Regions from separate parts of the Zea mays genome. Here all the other regions are linked to region 3. Evidence: chromatin contacts called from public Hi-C data. All regions are on one chromosome and are shown on one strand. The core of a region is the stretch at or near the end of the contact, and the rest is flanking DNA. Distances in the headings are between cores, read along the strand shown.

What was found. A called contact is a pair of places that touch in the nucleus more often than the background predicts.
Region 1: a contact with region 3 is called in a Hi-C map of tassel, with 3 times the contacts expected there. The contact joins the promoter of LOC542741 here to the enhancer-like site in region 3. A contact is called at or near these places in 2 of 25 Hi-C or Micro-C datasets (leaf and tassel).
Region 2: a Hi-C map of tassel shows a contact between it and region 3, with 2.8 times the contacts expected there. The contact joins two enhancer-like sites. A contact is called at or near these places in 2 of 25 Hi-C or Micro-C datasets (ear and tassel).

What each region holds. Positions count from the first base shown.
Region 1 is chr5:151,134,891-151,138,158 of Zm-B73-REFERENCE-NAM-5.0, forward strand. It overlaps LOC542741 (NOD26-like membrane intrinsic protein 1), which reads left to right and starts at 1,456. Exons shown (of 4, transcript NM_001112251.1): 1 at 1,456-1,707; 2 at 1,893-2,315; 3 at 2,408-2,469; 4 at 3,197-3,268. The coding sequence starts at 1,573.
Region 2 is chr5:151,226,849-151,230,180 of Zm-B73-REFERENCE-NAM-5.0, forward strand. No RefSeq gene overlaps it. Among protein-coding and RNA genes, the nearest start is that of LOC103627035, 15 kb to the left of the region's middle. Within about 2 kb of position 1,668, at least 18 of the 20 cell types and tissues checked have an H3K27ac peak or open chromatin away from gene starts, as enhancers often do. A contact at or near this core is called in tassel, where this site is marked.
Region 3 is chr5:151,539,961-151,543,261 of Zm-B73-REFERENCE-NAM-5.0, forward strand. LOC103627039 (probable LRR receptor-like serine/threonine-protein kinase At1g53440) reads right to left here. Exons shown (of 23, transcript XM_020538496.1): 21 at 2,980-3,214; 22 at 2,642-2,792; 23 at 1,637-2,423. The coding sequence ends at 2,016. Among protein-coding and RNA genes, the nearest start is that of LOC103627039, 16 kb to the right of the region's middle. Within about 2 kb of position 1,586, at least 2 of the 20 cell types and tissues checked have an H3K27ac peak or open chromatin away from gene starts, as enhancers often do. A contact at or near this core is called in tassel, where this site is marked.

The DNA.
Region 1 (3,268 bases), core at 206-2,705, 410 kb before region 3:
CGCTCCGTCTCGCGCCGACCCATCTGGGCTGGGGCACGCAGCGACAATTTACTCGTCAGTCCGGGGACCCCCCGGGGTCGAAACGCCGACAGTATTGATACCCACTAAGAATTCAAAGAATTAACAAAACAGTGAGTAAAGTTCGCTTGCACTCACGTGTGTGTTAGAAATGAGTGTGTGTTAGAAATGAGAAAGGAATGGTGCCCATTGCAACCTTTACCCAAGAATTTGAAAAGTAGCTAGTGTGACAGCAACAAAATTAAGGGGGGGGATTACTTAATGAATCCGGAATAATAATCATCGTGTTATAGAATTGTAATAGGTGACACTTGGTAAGAGTCACCAAGAAGGCATACCAAGCAAGGGCCATCACCAAGGTTTTCTTGGCTCTTGGTCATCCTGCGACCGTACCCCTTAAATTTGGCGACGCTTGAGAAGGGTCAGTATCGACCAGTAGACTGAATGAAGCAAAATAAGAGGTGACTAGATGGTCATTTGTGTGGTGTGTTCTGGTGGCGATCGAGTGGTACTCCATTACTGTCTTCCAAGTTCCATCCACAACGTCTGACGTATTGTAGTTGTAGCGAGCATGCAAACTTATTAAAGACGGCCAGCACTGTTCGTTGGCGCGCCATAATGTGTTGCTGCGGCATGCATGCATGCATGCTCATCGACCCCACTCGCAGAACTGACGCAACAAATTGAATTGCCTGTCGATGTTTTTATCTTTTTATAAAAAAACCCTGCAATCTTAAGCCCGCGACACGGCGACAACAACGATTATTTGTTGAACCACCGGGGCAGTACTTGCTGCATACAACAACGATTTTTTTTTTAAAAAAAAATTATTGAACCATCGTCTCACCATTTTTTCCAGCTGTCTCAACTGTCCGACCGATTGGCAATTCAATGGCCGAAATTAAAGTGGTGCGTAATTATTATGGGAGGCATCTAATCTTCTCGTACGCCATGTGACATTGTGTGTCTCCCAAAAGAAAAAACATTACTACGTACGTGTACTCCTACACTTGAGCTCGTATATATCTGTGGTAGTTTTATTATTATTTTGAACTCAAGTGCATATATACTCACGAGCAAAATAAATAAATAAATTAATTAAATCGTGCAGCTGCCAAGCTTATACTACCTGTGATAAGTTCGTCATTTGAAACCCTTGTACCACGGTCGTTGATCCATATTTTAATAAGTCGTCCAACCCCTAGCAATATAAATGGACTCTCAGCGGTAATCTCTGGGTACAATAATAATGCTCCTAAATTAGCACTAGTAGAATAGTGGTAGTAAAAATTAAAGGAGAAGGCCGGTCAATCGAAACGGCAAGGAAAGCGATAGCGACGAGGAGTGGGCTGGGCCGGGGCTTGGCGGCAATAAATAGGCGGCCGGGTCATCGGCCAACCCCCCATCGCCGCCTGCTCTCTACCTCTGCACTCCAATCAGATCATCAGATAGATCACTGGCCCCGTGCTGATTACCGCGCTTCCCATCTGAGCAGCCAGCCTCCCAGGGTACAGGGAGAGACGCAGAAGAGACAGCTGCTGCCTCGCTGAGACGATGGCCGGAGGCGGAGACCACTCCCAGACGAACGGAGGCCACGTCGACCAGAGGGCCTTGGAGGAGGGCAGGAAGGAGGAGTTCGCTGACCAGGGCTGCGCCGCCATGGTCGTCTCCGTCCCATTTATCCAGAAGGTACGGTGGTGCTGTGAGAGATCAAAAGGCACTGGCCGAGATCTCTCTCTCGTCTGCCGTGTTCTTCGGCTCTTCCCCCGTCCGCTTAATACTCTCTCTCTCTCTCTCTCTCTCTCTCAACATCAACGTTATTCATCATGTCTCGGTCAAATTATGGAGTTTTGTGCTGCTCACTGCATTTGCAGATCATCGCGGAGATCTTCGGCACCTACTTCCTGATGTTCGCGGGGTGCGGCGCGGTGACGATCAACGCGAGCAAGAACGGGCAGATCACGTTCCCGGGCGTGGCGATCGTGTGGGGGCTAGCGGTGATGGTGATGGTGTACGCCGTGGGCCACATCTCCGGCGCGCACTTCAACCCGGCGGTGACCCTGGCCTTCGCCACCAGCGGGCGGTTCCCGTGGCGGCAGCTGCCGGCGTACGTGCTGGCGCAGATGCTGGGCGCCACGCTCGCCTCCGGGACGCTGCGCCTCATGTTCGGCGGCCGGCACGAGCACTTCCCCGGCACGCTGCCCACGGGCTCCGAGGTGCAGTCGCTCGTCATCGAGATCATCACCACATTCTACCTCATGTTCGTCATCTCCGGCGTCGCCACGGACAACAGAGCAGTAAGTCGTTGTTGCCATTTTGTTTGTTTGTTTGTTTGTTTCTTTCTTTTCCGGTCGTTCAACCCGTACGTACTGTGCATATATATTTGCAGATCGGGGAGCTGGCTGGGCTGGCCGTGGGCGCAACCATCCTGCTTAACGTGCTCATTGCCGGGTGAGTACTTACGATATATATACTTACTCTTCGTGACGTGCTCATTGCCTGGAATATACATATTTTGTACAAAATTTAAGTAGTACAAATTATAATAAGTACTACTACAAATTATAAGGAGCAGCCAGCAGGGTTGTCGTCGTCACAAGAATAACTTTCAAGATTATTTTTGTTTTACTTTTCATTCACAATGCGTGCACAAAAGTGACGACAAACTGCCTAGCTAGAGTATTTACCCAACAAGTCAAGTCAAAAACCAAAAGAGAGAATTAGAATATAGATATTTTTTATAGTGGGGCTTTGCGTTGTGGACGATGTGTCTCGATCTGTCTGCCGAGCAGGGTTTTATGGAGCCATAAAGACCGTCACATGAGTAGAGTAGGGCAGGGAAAAATGAGCTTTTAAAGTGTGGTTGGTGAGACACCGGTGCAATGACATTAATATGAACGTAATACCACTCCACTCCACTGTCCTTCCAGCTTTTAAAGTGTGTTTGCAGAAAACTGCAGAGATAATGTGAACACCATATATATACTTACTTGTTATTAGTAATGACAACAGTCCTAAAATTAACTTTTTTTATTGTGCTAGTACATCTCTCTCTCTTTTTTTTGGGTGCTTAGACCTGCAACTTTCTTCAGAGGTGGAAAAAAGAACGAAAACAAAGAAACAAACACGAGCTTTTGCTAGCTGACGGCCCGTTGCTTTGTGCTGTGCCAACAAGCAGGCCCGTCTCCGGCGCGTCGATGAACCCGGCCCGGAGCGTGGGCCCGGCGCTGGTGAGCGGGGAGTACACGTC
Region 2 (3,332 bases), core at 418-2,917, 310 kb before region 3:
ATCGCGCGACTGGACGCGCGACGCCACACATTAAATAATGTGAAATTAAGACGAATCGTCGCGCGACGAAGCGCGCAACACAGCTCATTAATAAAGATGAATTTAAAATGAATCGTCGCGCGACGAAGCGCGCGACGCGGCACATTCATTAAACTAAATCCAAAACTAATTAAACTGAAAATCGATCGCCGCGCGCACTGGGCTGCGTGCGGGGGAACGCGTTGCGCGTGCCGAGGTGCGCGAGGCCGCGCCGGGGACACGCGAGACCACGTGAGTCACGCCGGGGGCGCGCAGCCACGCCGGGGACAGGGCGGGCGCCGCCGGGGAGTGGCCGAGCAGGGGCCGCACGGGGGCACGCGTGGGGCCACACATGGGGCCGCGAGGGGCGCGCGCGAGGGAGCACGCCGGGAGGCCGCGGGGAGCGCGCTGGGGCCGCGGGGGAGCGCTGCCATGGGCCCGCGCGGGGGCCGCAGGGGAGCTGCGCGAGACGCGCGCAGGTGGCCACAGGGGGGAAGAAGAAGGGGAGGGGGAGGAGAAGAGAGAGGGAGAGGGGAGGGGAGCTCACCTCGGGAACCAAATCCGGCGATCTCCGTCTCCAAAACCTAGGGCACCACGGGGAGAGAGAGAGAGGTGGAGGAGAGGAGGTTGCTGCACGGGAAAACCAAATGAGAGAAAGGGAGGGGGCGCACGCATGGGAGAGGGGCAGGGCGCCAGGGGCGCGTGGGCCAAGGCCAGGCCGGGCTGGGCCGCACCACGGGTCAAAATCCCGTGGCACGCACAACCACGGATCGGAATCCAATTCGTGAAACAAAATCCGAAACGAGACTAAGCAACACACGCGACTAAACACGACATCAGACAAAAGAAATATGATTCGGCATGATGCAACACCCATGTCAACTTAGGTTTTTGTTTACACATGACACGGACACCAGTCGCTATATTGCTTTGAAATTGGGAAGGAGGAGCGAAACGGGAAAAGAAAAGAGAGTAACGCCTGAATTTGGTGAGTAAAAAGAAGAAAAAAATCTACCCCCAAATTCAGGGCGTTGCAGATGCGCCAGAGACTAGAAACAACCTTTGTCTTTAACCTAGCTAATACAACCAACTTGGCCACTATAATACCCAAATTGTAAAAACCTAAGAAAGGAGAGTTGCTTCCTTAATTCTTTTGCATTCCACTCATTACAACATGAAAACATCTTATTTAAGTCAACATATAACTAATAAAAATATATTCTAAGCACCATATTGGATCTTTGCTTGTTTGTGCACTTAATAATAAAATAATAATAATGGAAATATAATAATGAGTTGAAGATTTGGAATAAAACATAAATTTGAACTTGGAATTTAAAAATGGAAAAAGGAGAAAGAGATATTATAAAATACAAAATAATTTCATAAATAAATAAGTCCCACACTGGCATGTTCGAATCATACATCTAAAGCTGAGTACAAAATTCACTACTAGAATTTGAATTCAAATTTGAAATTTAAAAATAAAAAGGAGAAGAAAAGGAAATAGAAATGAGGAAAACCTGCACTTGGGCTGTGTTCGGCCTATTCAGCCCACTTCCTTTTCCTCTCGCACGCGTGCGCGGCCCATATGTGCCTTACGAAGCAAACAACAGTGCCGACACATGGGGCCCACTGGCCAGCCGATCACCTCGCGCGCGCCTTGCGTCTGTCTCTCTGGCACGTGGTCCTAGGTCAGCAGCACCTCCCTCAACGAACTCACCGACGATGGCGGGTCGTCACATGAACTCCGGGCTTCTGTGCTGACCAAATCCCCTGCACATAAATTGGGCTGCGCCGCGTCCCTTCCATCCCTTAACCTGGCGCACGACCACCAAGTAGAGGGGTTGAGAGAGAGAGAGATACTGCCGGAATCCGTGGTGACGGATCAGGCGGGTCATCGTCCCCATGCTGTCCATCGCGCTCAGCGCCGAATTGGAGCACTGCGTGCGACCAGAAGGTTCCGCCCGGGTCCTCGGATCGTTTGGGTGGCTATATCAGGTTTGGTCCGTGACCAGGGCGCGCTCAATTCGCTGCCGCCGTCGCAAATCCGCGGGTCGTCGTGGGCGGACCAGGACACTACCGGAATTACTATGAGAACTGGCTCCCTAAGTTCGCCACCTTCTCAATTTCATTTTGCACCCAAGATATGTAGTGATTGTGTACCGTTGAGCGATGCGGGCATTCCGGCCATGGCGGGCCGCCGTGGAACTCGGCGTGGTCGCTGGGGTTTAGCCGAGGGGAAGAAGATGCGCGATAGCGGGTAAGATCTAGATGAACGGTTGTGATTTGATCTTAGGTTACCCTTTCACGATATTAAATCCGGTGCACCGGTTCGGAATCGGATGGCTGGAATCTGATCGCCCCCTGTCGTTGATGCTCGATCGGGCGATTGCGGAGGGAGATACGTTATGTGATGAGCGTGATTTAATCTGGTCCATCTACGTTGATTGGACGGCCGAGAAACACCCGTACCTCTTCGCTGGTGCACTATTTCTTATGAGTCACTGAAATATACAAGAATCAACCCGGAGTCCTCTCTGGTAGGAAACTGAGTCTACAAATTTTTTGTAGATCGACCCTTGCACTTTTTGGTATTTGACGCGCAGTCCAGAGGGTAATAAAAGTAGAGAAATAATTAGGGAAATTGATTTTTAATACAAAAATAATTCTAGAAACTTGTATAATTCATATTAAATTCATTTTAACTCCAAATTGACCCATTCTAGTGGCATTAATTTTGTTTTAATATTGTTTATCACCTAGTAACTTTGTTTAGCCATGAAACTTGAACTAAAATTATTCACATGAGTTATGCTATCCTAGAGAAAGTGATTCTTGTTCCTACGATCTCGTTACGCAGCGTAGAATATTATCATGCATTCTGCTTTTGTTGTTCGGCATGATGGTAATTTGTGCTATACTATGTATGTTTGTATTGTTGCGAGTAGACGAGCAAGCCACAGAGGATCCTAGGGTTCAGGAGGTGGAGACTGCTGAGCAGGAGCTCGTTGAAGGCAAGTTGTGCCCTTGATCACTTCCTTTGCACCCAGTCATGTTCTTATTAATCATAATTTTCTGCATAGGTTAATTTTGATGGGACCCAATAGGTTACCCTAGATTGACTAACTTTATGCCTTGTTTTACCACTGAGTTTTTGGGTAGTACATGCTATTGCTTTATGTGGTTTTGGGTATGGAGATATATACTATTCATGTTCACACTTTTATTATCAGTTTATTATTACCGTTCATTACAAGATTATTATGTTAATTGGAACATGGAAAACCACCCGGGAAAACAGTGCTACCACA
Region 3 (3,301 bases), core at 336-2,835:
GCGTTTGTATCGAATGGGATTGGAGAGGATGAAATCCCTCCATAGTTAAAGTTGAATAGAAGGGATTTAATCTCCTTCAATGTCCTTCGATGCTGACGCAACCGAACAAGGTCTAGGGCCACGTTCGTTTGCATGGGGAATGAAGGGAATTGAGGGAGATTTAATCTCTTCCTATTTAAACTAAATCCAGTTCACTCTAACCGAACAAACTCTAAGACCTTATTTGGTTATGCCTGGATCAAAGATGATTGATAGGGATTAAATCTCCTTTTCAATTTTGACTAGGGAGGAATTTAATCCCCTACAATCCTCTTAGATCGAAGTGATTGAAGGTAATTAAATCCTTCCTTAGTCAAAATAAAATAAAAGGGGATTTAATTCCCTTAATACCATTGTTTTCAAGTCGTCCGACTAATCGCGATTAGTCGCCCGCGATTAGTCGGGCTGGTCGGTTTAGGGTGCTCGATTAGCATATCCGACCCGATCAGAGCACCTAATCGCCTTGGTCGTCCGACTAGTCAACGACTAGGGCGATTAGTCGCTCGATCAGCCGAGTTTGCGCGACTAGGGTTTAGGATCCTGAAATTTTGATTCCGTGGGCTTTTTTGGCGGGCGGCCTGACTGCAAGGAGATGGAACGCCAGCGCCGTCTCTATAAACCCTTACATCTCCTAATTTCCTGGCATCTCAATCTCTTTCCTTTTCTTCTCTTCTCTATTTTCCTAGCGGCTCCTTCTAGACTTCTTGTTCTAGACTTCACCGGTGATCATCAGCGTGCGGTTCCAGAATCTAGACTTCACTGGCCCCAGTTCACAGACACGCGCAGCCCTAGATCATCAACGCACGGTTCTAGACTTCGCTGGCATGAGTTCATTTTCTGAAGGTATTCTTTTCTATAGTTCTGTTCTTCATCCTTGTATGTGTTCTGTCATTCTGGACTTCTGGAGTTTTTGTTCTTGTACTCCATCCTATTCCTGTAGACTTGTACCTGGGACTGGTAGTATTAGTAACTAGTAAGTGTTTCTTTGTTGTTTCAGTTGGATACTTGGATTGGATGAACAAATATCTTCTCTCAATTTCTTAAATCAGTATTCAGTATTGCTGAATTCATGTCATGTTTACTCTATCCTTCATATATAGTTATATAATTATATATTATAGTATAATAGTATATACATAGGTCCTGGATGAACAGGACGACTAGTAAACGACCAGGTCGACCATAGGTCGATTAGTCGACCTAGTCGACGACTAATCGAGATTAGTCGCCTGGTCGTTCCCCTAGTTCGACTAGACGGTCGAGCGACCAGAAAACATAGCTTAATACTTTTCGATTCAAACGCAACCGAACAAGCCCCCTAAGAGCTTGTTTGTTTATCCATAAGGGGATTAAATCCTCTCCTAGTCAGGAATTTAACCCTCTTCTGGATTAGCGTAATCGAACAAGCTTTAAGAGTTAAAATCTGCTTTTTTCTATTTAATTTTGAATAGAAAGGGGATTTGCTTCCAAACTAGCCACACTCTTCGTGGCAATATGTCAGAACTTGAGTAATTCCAAACCTGTACGATGTAGGGACAGTATACAAAAAGGTGGAACATGAGCAGTACTGCATGCACACAACTGCGCTTGTAAACAATAGAAAGAAGACCGAAATAAAGTATTGCACTGTCTCCAAGATCTGCATATATGAAACAATATTTCTGGCCTACATTTCTCAAGTGCACTGTCCTAATGATATACTACATCTCCATCTGTTCCAAATTATAAGTCATTATAACTTTCTACATCCAAAGCAACAAACTAAGGAGCTAGCCGAAATATGGCTGACGTTGAGACAGTACTGTGATCAATTGCCATGTGTCGTGGACGATATTCTTGAATGACACTTGACAATCGAGATGAGACATCAAATACTTGCATTGCAAGCATGAAACCCAACATTTGCCTATGTACAACTGCAGCAACGGGCCCCAAAAAAAAGCCGACACCTGGCTAGCTATTCTCGATGCTGAAGTTCACAGCTTGACAGAAAGGGAGCTCGAAGATGGGAGGTAGCCACTGTCCTTGCTGCTGTGGGGCAAGACCGAACGATCGCTTGAAAGCGTTTCAGACCAATTTGTTTGGCTGTTATTTACTGAGTACTGGGACCAATTTGTTTGGCTGTTATCTATTGATTGCCGGGATTGAGCGATGTTGAGTCGTAGATCTTCACTTAGATCATCGTCAGCAGGTACAATCTCGACGGGGATCTCACCACAAAGCATCTTCACCACTGAAGACATTCTTGGCCGCTGGGTTGGTTGTATGCTTGTACAGAGGAGAGCTACATCCAGCAGCCTCAGTGCCTGTTCTTGGGAGTAGTCAGAACCGAGACGCCGGTCCACCATTTCCAGCAGCTTCCCTTGCTGCTTCAATCTTTCAGCCTATGGTTTACAAACAAATTTAGTAAGGCGATCACTTGAACACTACACAATCAGTGCAACTATCAACAAAAGCAACGCATCTTCAACAGTAGCTTTATGGAAGACAACTATAGATAACTTTGACAATTAAGATGAATTAAACTTTATTGTGTTAATTTTCAATATAGTACAATGCATGACAAAAAAGGAAGGAAAGAAAGGATATCAAAATGTAATACCCAATCAAGAAGATGCAGATATTCTTCATTTGACATGCTATTCGTATTGCTCATTCCACTAACAACCTCAAGAGCCACCACTCCATAACTATAGATGTCCGCTTTACGTGTTAAGCAACCTCTTGTGGCATATTCAGGGGCCATATAACCACTAAAATAACAACCATCACAAAATAGGATCAAACACAGGAAGCATTAACTTCACATGCTAAGTACATGAACTTTCTTTACGCAGAATAAATTGTTGTACAGTTGTACTAGCAACTCTTTTAGAAGGTTAAGCAACTTGACTGTAATAGAGAAATGAAGAATCAGCAGCAACCCGAGAAATAGCTTACACAGTTCCAGCGATCCGAGTGCTCACACGTCCACAGTCATCATTCAGTTTAGCCAAGCCAAAATCTGATATTTTAGGTCGCATCTTTCCATCAAGAAGAATATTTGATGGCTTAATATCTCTGTGGACGATTTTTAGTGCAGACTCTTCATGCAGATAGACCAGGCCTTTTGCAGTTCCAAGGCAGATATTGTACCTTGTTGGCCAATCCAATTTTAACTGATGTTCTGTGCGGCCTAGGAAATATCTTATTATTAGAACAGAACATATTTACTAGCTTTGAGTGCTGTATTAATTAAGGCAAATTAATTCCAGAGCAAGAA